Linked DNA regions of Zea mays: regions 1 and 2 are each linked to region 3. Evidence: chromatin contacts called from public Hi-C data. All regions are on one chromosome and are shown on one strand. The core of a region is the stretch at or near the end of the contact, and the rest is flanking DNA. Distances in the headings are between cores, read along the strand shown. Region 1 holds the start of LOC100216560. Region 2 holds the start of LOC100278319. Region 3 holds the start of LOC103631732.

Region 1 (3,329 bases), core at 451-2,950, 140 kb after region 3:
CACCAATGCAATGCAGACAGAGTCTAAGACAGGTCACCTACTAACAAGAAGTAACAAGAACTGAGTTCACCCGTGTTTGCTGCCGCCCGTGGCATCAAGAACACATGCATGACTACTGGGACGACTCATCGTTGGCTGAAGCTCCCTTGGCCTTGATCAAAGACCCGAGCTTGGGCTCTCCGAACAAGGTGATGCCCTGGCGGGTCCTGAGCATGGCGTATTCGCTGGCGCCGCGGGCCTTCCTCTTGATGCTGGCCCACTGCGTTTGTGCCCACCACGTCGGCTGATGGGTCCCCTCCGGCTCCGGTGCGGTGGCCGCCGCCGGCTTCGGCGCGCCGTCCTTCTCCATCGGTGATGGAAGGGTGGACTTGCTGCTTGATCTCTGTACGTAGGTCAGAGACGAGACGAGACGAGACGCTAAGAAACTGGAGCTAAGAGAAGATGTTGCTGCAATGGTGGCGACGAACGGGGTGGCCTCGTGTGAATTTATATCGAGCGTTTTCTTGAGAAGAAAGGCGAGCTCCGGCCGTACAGGGAAAGAAGATGAAGAAAGCCAAAGCTTGGACCAGGGGCCAAGGAAAACAGCAATAACGATAATAAGGGCTAGTTTAAGAAACTTATTTTCTAAAAGATTTCTATTTTTTCAAGAGAGTTTATTTTCCCTTAAAAAAGTAGGAATTTCCCCGGTGAATTCTTTTGAAGCAGCTCAGCTGAGACTCTGATCGACAAGGAAAAGGCATGTTCAGGCTGAAATGACTAAACATAAAGACATACTTGTGCATCAAATCAGAAGACAGTCTAGCATAATGCAGCAAGGTTTATACCACAACAAGTCCCGATTGCCCATCTCGCCCTAATGAGCTGATCAAATGCACTGAATCACTAATCATCTAGTTCTAAACCATGCCAGAGCTAAGCAGCGCAAGCAAATCCACCACCTTTATTATTGGCAGGCACTCTCAATAAGCGAATTTCCAGGCCCTCCTACTCTGCAGCCTTCCCACCGGCGGCCTCCTTCTGGCTGACCTTGTATTTGTCAAGGGCTGCGCCGGCGAGCCGGCAGATGCGCCACTGCGGGAGCACATCGGCGCCCATCCCCTCGTAGAAGTCGATGGCGTTCTTGTTCCAGTCGAGCACGCACCACTCCACCCGGCCCATCCCGAGCTCGGCGGCCCTGCCGGCGACGGCAGACAGCATCATCCGGCCAAGGCCGCGGCGGCGCCAGGGTGCGCGCACGAAGATGTCCTCAACGTACAGCCCGGGCTTGGAGAGGAAGGTGGAGTAGTTGGGGAAGCAGATCACGAACCCGGCCGTGACGCGCCCGCCGCCGCGCGGGGAGGCGAAGGTGGCGGCCTCCGGGTCTGCGAGCGGGGACGCGGAGAGGTCGAGGCGGCGGGAGGCGATGGTGGAAGAGGAGTCCGGGAGGATGGGGGTGGGGGATAGGTCAAGGACGAGGGCTGTGAAGGAGGTGAAGGGAGGCGGCGTCGGCGATGGGAAGAGCGTGGACGTGAGGAGCTCTTCGGTGGCGGCGAAGAGGTCGGTGAGCAGCTCGAACTCGGCCATATGGTGTATGAGGCGGTGGATGTGCGGCACGTCGCGGGCGTCGGCCAGGCGGAGCTCCGCCCACACGTCGCCGGAGAAGGTGGTGGAGTTGGCCGGCGCCGCCATCTGGATAAGGAAGATGGGAACGGAGGATCGTTGATGCCGGATACGTGACGGTGTGACCTGTCCGAGCTGTCCTCATCTTGTCTGACGTGGGGCTTGTGAAAAGACAACTGTGACTCGGTTGGCGAGGCAAATTTTGGAGCCTGTTTTGATTGTGGACCAAAGAAACCTAACTAAAATTAGGCAGTTTGCCAAAGCTAGGCTACATCAAAATTAGATTATGTTTGCTTTGTGATCAAAATGCAATATGGTCAACCAAATTTTAGCTGCGGATTTGTTGGCCCAGATTTTGGCCAAGGATTGGCAAAATTTTAAATTGGTGTGGCCAAAAAAATTTGGGCATGACCAAAATTTGGCCTCCAACCAAACATGGGCCAAATTAACTTTGCAAGGCCAATATTTGGCCTGGCAACCTTGGGTCTACATCCAAAAGCATCCTTGCTTCTAGACGGGCCAGCCCGACCGACGTCTCATGGCGCATTGTAGCGGCCTGATTAGGGATGGCAACGGGGATTTCCCCGTCGGGAAATGGCTCCCCATCCCCGTCCCCGCGGGGAAGAAAATTCCCCGTCCCCGTCGTCGCGAACGCTCACGGGGGAGCTTTTTCTCCCATCCTCGTCCCCGTCGGGGAATTTATCCCCGTGGGGAATCTGTCCCCACTAGAAGTACAATATTTAAAAATAAATTTAAATTAATTGTATCAAACTAATACAAATTTAACAAACAAGATTGAAAACTACAAGAGTCATCTACTTTAGAGTTTAGTTTGCTATTTTATAACATGTCGTACATTGAGTTTTTACTATAATTCTAAAAAATAAATTGACTAACTTGGATAAAAAAGTTTCGTGGGGCGGGTACACGGGGAACGAGGACGGGGGATGGTTCCCCGTCCCCGTGAACCCGACGGGGATTCAATTTCCCCCATTTAGATCCCTGCGGGGACTAAATTAGTCCCATACCCGTCCCCTAATAGGGGAATTCCCCGCGGGGAATCGGGGATCAGGTCTCCATTGCCATCTCTAGGCCTGATCCGAGCACGGCCTGGTCCATCTGAAATCGTGCCCAGGCTGTCTCAATACGTGTACAGTGTTGTGTTTGGGTAGATAATCTGACCCACGATGCAGGCACAGGCCTAGTCCGGTTAAGGAGGTGGTCCGGCAATGACCCGACTGGGAATATACTCGTCGCCACGCGGACGCGACCCCTCGACCCCGAGCCAACCCTAATCCCGTCCCCTCTTTTATCACTCTCGCGTAGCCGCTCTCCGACCTCTCCCTCGTCCGCTCTGCTCGACTACTCTCCCTCTAGCCTCGACTCTCATAGGCATACGCCAGCGAGCCCATGCTGGCCGACGGGTCTGACGCTCCGGTAACCGGTGCTCTAATCCTCTTCCTTCCTTGTCCCCTCCAGTGAGCCACGACCCTCTCTTGTGTTGTCTTTGTAACCCTAACCCTCAATCTGATCGCTCTGGTGTCCATGTCTCCTCTCGTTGCATCGTTTCCTAATTGGTCGTAGCCTCGTCGGTGGATCTAGTGCTACCACGTGCAGGTATGAATCTAGTGTTAGGGTTCTTTGGATTTTGAGATGTTGTTTTTCCTTTCTCCCTATCTACTCTCTTCCTCTCTTTTATTGTTGTCTTATAACTCGTGTAGGGCACTGGC
Region 2 (3,386 bases), core at 863-3,362, 240 kb after region 3:
AATATGCCCTTTGGTGGCTTCACACCAATAGACTTGAAAAGCTGGGGGTGACGCAGGGGAAGTTCAACCAGTTCTCTGATTTGGGCCATCTGCTTTCTAACTCCACCAACATCATCATAGCCAACTTCATCGAGTCTTTCCTCATCCTCCCTCTTAATAGGCTCACCCTCACAGAATATTTCTGTATCTGGTGCAACAATACAATACTCTGCAGGATCAGTCTCTATGACTTTGAATTCTACACTTCTCATGCCACCCCTGACTAGGAAAAGGTCTCCTTTCCTCAAAGGACGATAGGCTTCAAGAAAGTATGCTGAAAAGTTGAAGATAAAGTATTTAGACTGGCAATTTAAGCACAAAGTGTAGGATGCTGAGTAGTCTATCATTTCATATGGTCAGATGTCTATCAAGGCCCATATTCCATTTAGCAACAATGCAATAATATAGCCTAGTAACACAATAAATGATGATAGTTCAGAGATGCAACCAAATTATGGAAACTAACACCTGGACAATGCAGAACTGAGCTTGTTCAGTACCACAGATACGATCTTTCAGCACACATAAAGCTACAAATAAATAATTATACAATAGATGCACTACTAAAGTAAATTTTGTTTGTCAAAAGATGATCTACAATGCCAAAATACAGTTATCTGTCACAAAAAAACTGTTTAAAAGAACAAGGACGTGATAGAGAAATCTCACGTTTCAGAAAGGCATCAAATAAGTTGCCAGTGATGCCTTCAATGGTGTCATCAATTGGAAGTATGTGCACACGCTTCCCGTATTTGACATCTGGGCATTGATGGACAGATACCACATCACTAAGCCGAACCCTCAAGTTCTTCCTGACGACCTTGTTCATCCGGACCTTTGGCTCCTCACACGTCTCGTCTGCGAGCACAATGCAGATAGTGTCCTTTCTCTTCTTACCCTGCAACGAAATGAAGTTATCTAGAGCGTCAGCAGACAAAAAAAGTAGTGACAACATATTATCTCATAACAGTCCCAAGTTCAATGTACAATTGTACAGGAGAAATTAAAGAATACCAATCATAATGTGCAAGTAAATAACAAGCAATTCAATTAACCTCGCAGCATCATAGAAGCCCGCCTCATTATGCAGTACGTGTACAGCAGCATGGCAGCAGAACCAAAATAATTTATGTTACATGTTCAGAACTTCAGATTTCCGAACAATGAAAACTACCAACAATATAACATGTCCAAAAGTACAGTGGCATACCTAGCTTAGCTGCATAAGTGCAGATTTATGCACTATCACACAAATACAGCCCTACAGGGTCGGAAACCCTACCCTGTTAAATTCTCAGAGTAGCTACGAACACATGACTAAAACCAACGACAAACAAACTATTACCAAAGCCATGTGATGTGATTCTCATCAGTCAGCACAAATCTACCCTTCAATCAATGCTAGACAACCACAGCAAGGTCAAAATTTCAAAACATAACTGACCAATATTTATAAATATCTCAACAACCAAGCATTTATAGATTCCTCAAAGCTAACACTAGACTACAAATTAACAGCGGCAAAGGCCAGACCATCATACAACGGATTTGTAATCTGCACAGAAAACAATCACCACAACCGAGACCCCCGTAATCCAATCTATACATAAGAGTTAGCTGGCGAGGTAAAGAGGTCACGCATACCTTGAGCAGGACCGTGTCACCGCGAAAGAGCTGGAGCCTCTCCATGGTGTCCGGGTGCAGAGCGACGACGGAGTTGTCATCATTGGTGGCCTCGTCGACCACCAGCCGGTTCGGCGACTTCTTCCTCTCCAGGATCGCCGTCGAGTAATCCTTCTTCCCCTTCCTGCCCCCAAACACCACCAGTGTAAAAAAAAAATATCACCAATAAAATCCCCCCAAAACCCTCTTCTCGCACCACCGCCAACAGATCTGAGCCTTAGGTGCGCGCGAACGGATCGGAACGGGTACTCACGGATCGGAGGAAGACGGCTCGCCTTGGCTCGCCATGGCGGTCGAGTTCTAGGAGGCGGTTGGTGCTGTTGGCGAGACGGCGACAGATATTTGCGACTTGCGATTGCGAGTGTTCGGGTTTGGGGGCTGAAGTGGGAAGATGAAGACGAGGGTCGAGGGGTCATAGCAGTCTTTCTAAATTTATAGTGTTTCTCAAAATTGTTATCTTGAAAAATTCTCAATCTTTTCCCTCTTCGATAACTTTTCGATATGCATTGTTTTGCATCTTTATCTAAACAAATGAAAATGAAAATAACTATATTTAAATAACCATTTATTTTCTATCGAAATCTTTATCCGTACCGATTGAGGGGCTCCTCTTTTCTCAATGACGTGCGGGGTCAGAGCGTCCGTGGTCCCGCATGACAGTCGGGCCGTGGCCCGTGGCCGACTTGAAGACTGCGGCCCATGGTTACGGGGCGGACGGGCCCACATTGCAGTTCCGGGAGCATGTGTTATTATTGTGTTGTTGTTTGTTGATGGTGGGTTTTGCAACTTGTTGCAGGTACCCTTCGTTGCTAAGGGTGTGTTTGGTTTGACTTTTGGCTTTGGCTTTTGCCTCCTAAAAGCTAAAAGCCAACCAAAGGACTGAATACAAGAAGCAGCTTTTTCTAAAAGCTGACTTTCTTGCAGTGCAAATCTGAAAGCACCCCTGGATCTGCTTTTAGTGGCTTTTCGGATAGAACTGTGAAAACATATATCGAAGAACTTTTAATGACTTTTAGTGTTTTCCACTAAACGGTTTTTAGCTTTTTAACAGCTTACAGCCTACAGCAGCTTTTTCCACAGCTCACAGCCCACAGCAACTTTTTTCACAGCTACAGCCCAACCAAACAGACTCTAAGTTTGGTGTATCTTGGTGATCCTACCTACCACTGAAAGAAACCCAGTGACTGTGCTCAGTTCCGTCAGTGCTAGGGGCCAGTGGAAATCAGCATTTCCACTGGCGGTTATTTTGGAACCGCAAGTGAAAAGGGCATTTTCACTGGCGGTTTTCTTAAGGAACCGTCAGTGAAAATGTTTTCCCGCCTTTTTTCAAAATTTCAAACAATACTGAATTATAGATATATTTATTTACACACACACAAACATATATATATATATATATATATATATTGATATTGAAAGCAACATGGAATTAAATTCTATCATACATTTATATACATCAAAGTATTCTGTTTACAACCATATATGCTTCATGCATTCTATACATCAAAAGTTTTCACCTAAGTTCTAATAACTATCTCGGCTAAGAGATAATCTACTAATTTCTGTTAGTATTCTGAACTCTGGCAAAGCTAATGTCCCGGAAGCATCGTGATATTTTCCTTCTGCGGGAATGACCTCTTTCAATATGAATGTGCAGAGGTCCT
Region 3 (3,211 bases), core at 165-2,664:
CCAGATCGTGTCGTAGTCGCCTTCGTCCCGTACCAGCTTCCGGAGCGCCTCCGTCTACGTCGCCATAGCTACCGGAGCGCCTCCGTCTCGAAGCCCGCTGCAGCTGCCGGAGCGCCTCCGTCTCGAAGCCCGCTGCAGATCCGTCTCGAAGCCCGCTGGAGCTGCCTCGCGCGCCGCCAACGAGAGGCGAGGGTTCTTTCCACACCGAAGGGACGAGGTCTGTATCCCGGTCGGGCTGAGGTGGAAACGGCCGGGGTGGGCTGGGGTTCACGCCCGAGCGGGTTTAAACGAACACTGCTACTAGGTGGGCCGGGATTTCATCCATGGGGGTCCAATCCAAGTGGGTTTCTTTCCAATCCAGACTGTTCCCAGCCTAAGCGAACAAGGCCTCACAGTGAACCGCCACCAAAAGATCGCAAGACAAGAGGGGAGATAAGCCTTGCTTTCCCTAGTGCCTTCGCCTCAAGCCATAGCTGTAAGTACCACGGGGGACGTCTAATCCTTTAGAAAGTATATAAATTAATAGAGGGGCGACTTAAACCAATACCTAAGGGGATGGAAGAATCGTTAAAAAAACTCACACGCGCTTTCAAGAAATCGAGCGCCCCTAGTTTTACGTTTCACGAGGCTGCAACAGGGACGAAATCATTAAGCACATCGGCAATAAATGAGCCTTCTCAGTCTCATCCATTGTATGGTATGACGAAATTTAGAGTGCATAGTTGGAGATATTGAATATATAGAGGATGGAATTTTTTAGAGGATACTATAAATAATGGAGAATATTTGGGTAAAGGATAAAATTTAGGAGGACACTGTTGGAAATAGTGAAGTTGGTCGTTTTAGCTAAAAACGACTGCAACTGTCTGTATTGCAGTTCAACCTATAGCAACGTTAGGTTAAAAAAATTCAGCCGTAGCCACAACTACACCAAAAAAGCTGAGTGTAACATTGTTGAACCTGGGTTTAGTTTCAACAAATGCTCGTATCTATATGTCTCTTAATATCTATCCCACTTTGGATTTTGGGATTCTACTTCTAGAAACTAAATACACAGTCTAAAATAAGGCTGTCCACAAAAGATCGTGTAAAATAATATATTTTTACTGTAAATTACACTATTTATAGAGTGAATTTTAAAATAAGAGATGAGATATGATAACTGTTGAAGACAGCCTAATATCAGATACACGTGGTAGTCCAAGATGTGATGATACGGGCAACCAATTAGACGGTTAGTCACAGAGGATCCTACTAGTGCACGTGTCGCTAGTGGCCCACCTCACTCGCACGCAGGCTGTGCGGCACACGGACAGTGCGCGGTGGCCGTGCACCCAGCCACCCACCAGGGCACCAGGCCATCGTGACGAGCCGCGCGCTAGGCGCACGAGCGCGAACACGAACACGAACACCATAACGCGGCGGCCATGGTGGGCGGCGGCGGCGACCCAAGGCCGGAGGACGAGCCCTTCTCCGACGGAGACGCCACGGAGTCGGACACCGACGAGTCTCCTCCGCAGGGGATTAGTGCTCGCCGCCCCGGCGCCACCACTAACCCGATCCTGACTCGCCTCGCGGTGTCGCGGAACCCGAGCCCGCTGGCCGCGGCCACCGCGGCCCCCGGGGTGTGCCTCCTCCGCTTCGCCTGGGAGTCCGCCGCGGGATCCCTCGTCGGCGCCGTTGTCGGATACGGTAAACCCACGCGCTTGTCGTCTGCACTCTTTGCTTGCCCCGTTTGAATGGAATCTCGCGCTAGGGTTTATAGATCAGGGATCGCGAGGTAGTTTGTGGTCGTGGCGCCATTTCGAGGCCTCATGTACGTACCTAGAAGAATGAGGATTTTGGTGTGGATTTGGTTACGTTTCCCCGACTCTAGGCCCCCGAATGGAGTTGGCAGTGTTGTTTATTATGGACATTGTTCACCCTGCGGGTAGACAGATAGATATTTGTGCTGTGGTGCTCTTTAGTTTACAATTCTGCTTAGGATTGCTTACATTTATCTACAGTTCACCTTTTAGATTTTTCTCTTGTTAGATTAATGCTATGCTGTCAGAGTTTCTAGAGATTTTAGAGGAGATTTGACTCCAGCGGGACACTTTAAAGGTCCGTTTGGTTGGGGAGCAAGGTGGAATGGAGCCGCTCTATTTTAGTGAACGGAGCGGGATGGAGCGGAGCGATTCTAAATCGGGAATATTTTCATCAGATTCGGGACGAGCTCGCTCGAAAAGATTGGTGGAATCTCACCGTTCTACTTCTCCCTCTCTCTTTACAGTGGGCCCAACCAGAAAATGGAACGATTCCAATCCACTCTTAGAATGTGGAATGGAGCCGCTCCACTCTCGAAATCTGGAATGGACGGCTTCGCTCCCGTGGCTCCCAACCAAACGGACCCTAAGTTACACCCATGCCAGCACATGCCTCTTGAACTCTTTTGGCTAACCATGTGAAATTTAACCATTTGGTTTTAGTGAATGTGTAAATTTACTTGGAAATGCAGGGTAAAAAATCATCCTCTGTTTTTATTCACTTGATCTAGTTCCTGAGTCCTGACCATGTAACTGTACAGTGGTTTACTGTTGGTTGTATTCACAAATCAGGTAAGGACTACAAATAAATGTATTAATGTAATATCAACTCTGTAAATGAAGAAATACTGTTCCAGAGTCAGTTTTTCCCTTACTGGAAGATATTACTTAACTGCTGATCTGCTCTCTTGGGCAGAGACTTTGAGCGTTGCATGGGCGTTTGTGCTATCTGAAAGAGTGAAGAATCCCAAAATACAGACAATCTGTATTCAATATGTTTTCAACTTATTGTATGTGCATAATTCATAATTGAACACTTAGTTGGTGGGTTCCTTCTAGCACAGGTTTCATATGCTAGATCTATTTTTGAATGAAAGAATGTCTGTAAGTGTGTTTTAGGTGCTGCTTTGTCATTCTACCTGCCCTACATGGTGGAGAATTAGCTGTGTCTGCGAGAATGGGTCTCCTTGCAGCCCTAAGCAATTGGGGGTGGAGGGCCTACGCTAATGATCAGGTTGGATAAATATGAATCATAAACATGAATTAAGGCTTCATATGGCTATGTCCAGCAGCGTGAGGATTCAGTTGTGGATGTGTATTGCAGGCCAGATTTCCATGATATCACCATCTATCTACAGCATACACCATAATTCATGCCAATCAGACAATATCTTTTGTTCGTATCT

Evidence for each region. A called contact is a pair of places that touch in the nucleus more often than the background predicts.
Region 1: a contact with region 3 is called in a Hi-C map of leaf, with 5 times the contacts expected there. The contact joins the promoter of LOC100216560 here to the promoter of LOC103631732 in region 3. A contact is called at or near these places in 2 of 25 Hi-C or Micro-C datasets (endosperm and leaf).
Region 2: a Hi-C map of tassel shows a contact between it and region 3, with 1.7 times the contacts expected there. The contact joins the promoter of LOC100278319 here to the promoter of LOC103631732 in region 3. A contact is called at or near these places in 2 of 25 Hi-C or Micro-C datasets (endosperm and tassel).

What each region holds. Positions count from the first base shown.
Region 1 is chr1:11,388,595-11,391,923 of Zm-B73-REFERENCE-NAM-5.0, forward strand. LOC100216560 reads right to left here and starts at 1,701. Exons shown (of 1, transcript NM_001142980.1): 1 at 779-1,701. The coding sequence starts at 1,668. The coding sequence ends at 985. LOC100275826 reads right to left here and starts at 457. Exons shown (of 1, transcript NM_001352343.1): 1 at 1-457. The coding sequence starts at 349. The coding sequence ends at 113.
Region 2 is chr1:11,488,836-11,492,221 of Zm-B73-REFERENCE-NAM-5.0, forward strand. LOC100278319 reads right to left here and starts at 2,113. Exons shown (of 9, transcript NM_001361331.1): 1 at 1,976-2,113; 2 at 1,684-1,846; 3 at 709-937; 4 at 1-313. The coding sequence starts at 2,010.
Region 3 is chr1:11,252,795-11,256,005 of Zm-B73-REFERENCE-NAM-5.0, forward strand. It overlaps LOC103631732, which reads right to left and starts at 1,415. Exons shown (of 4, transcript XM_020540804.1): 1 at 1,287-1,415. The coding sequence starts at 1,415. LOC100277440 reads left to right here and starts at 1,285. Exons shown (of 5, transcript NM_001367325.1): 1 at 1,285-1,692. The coding sequence starts at 1,428.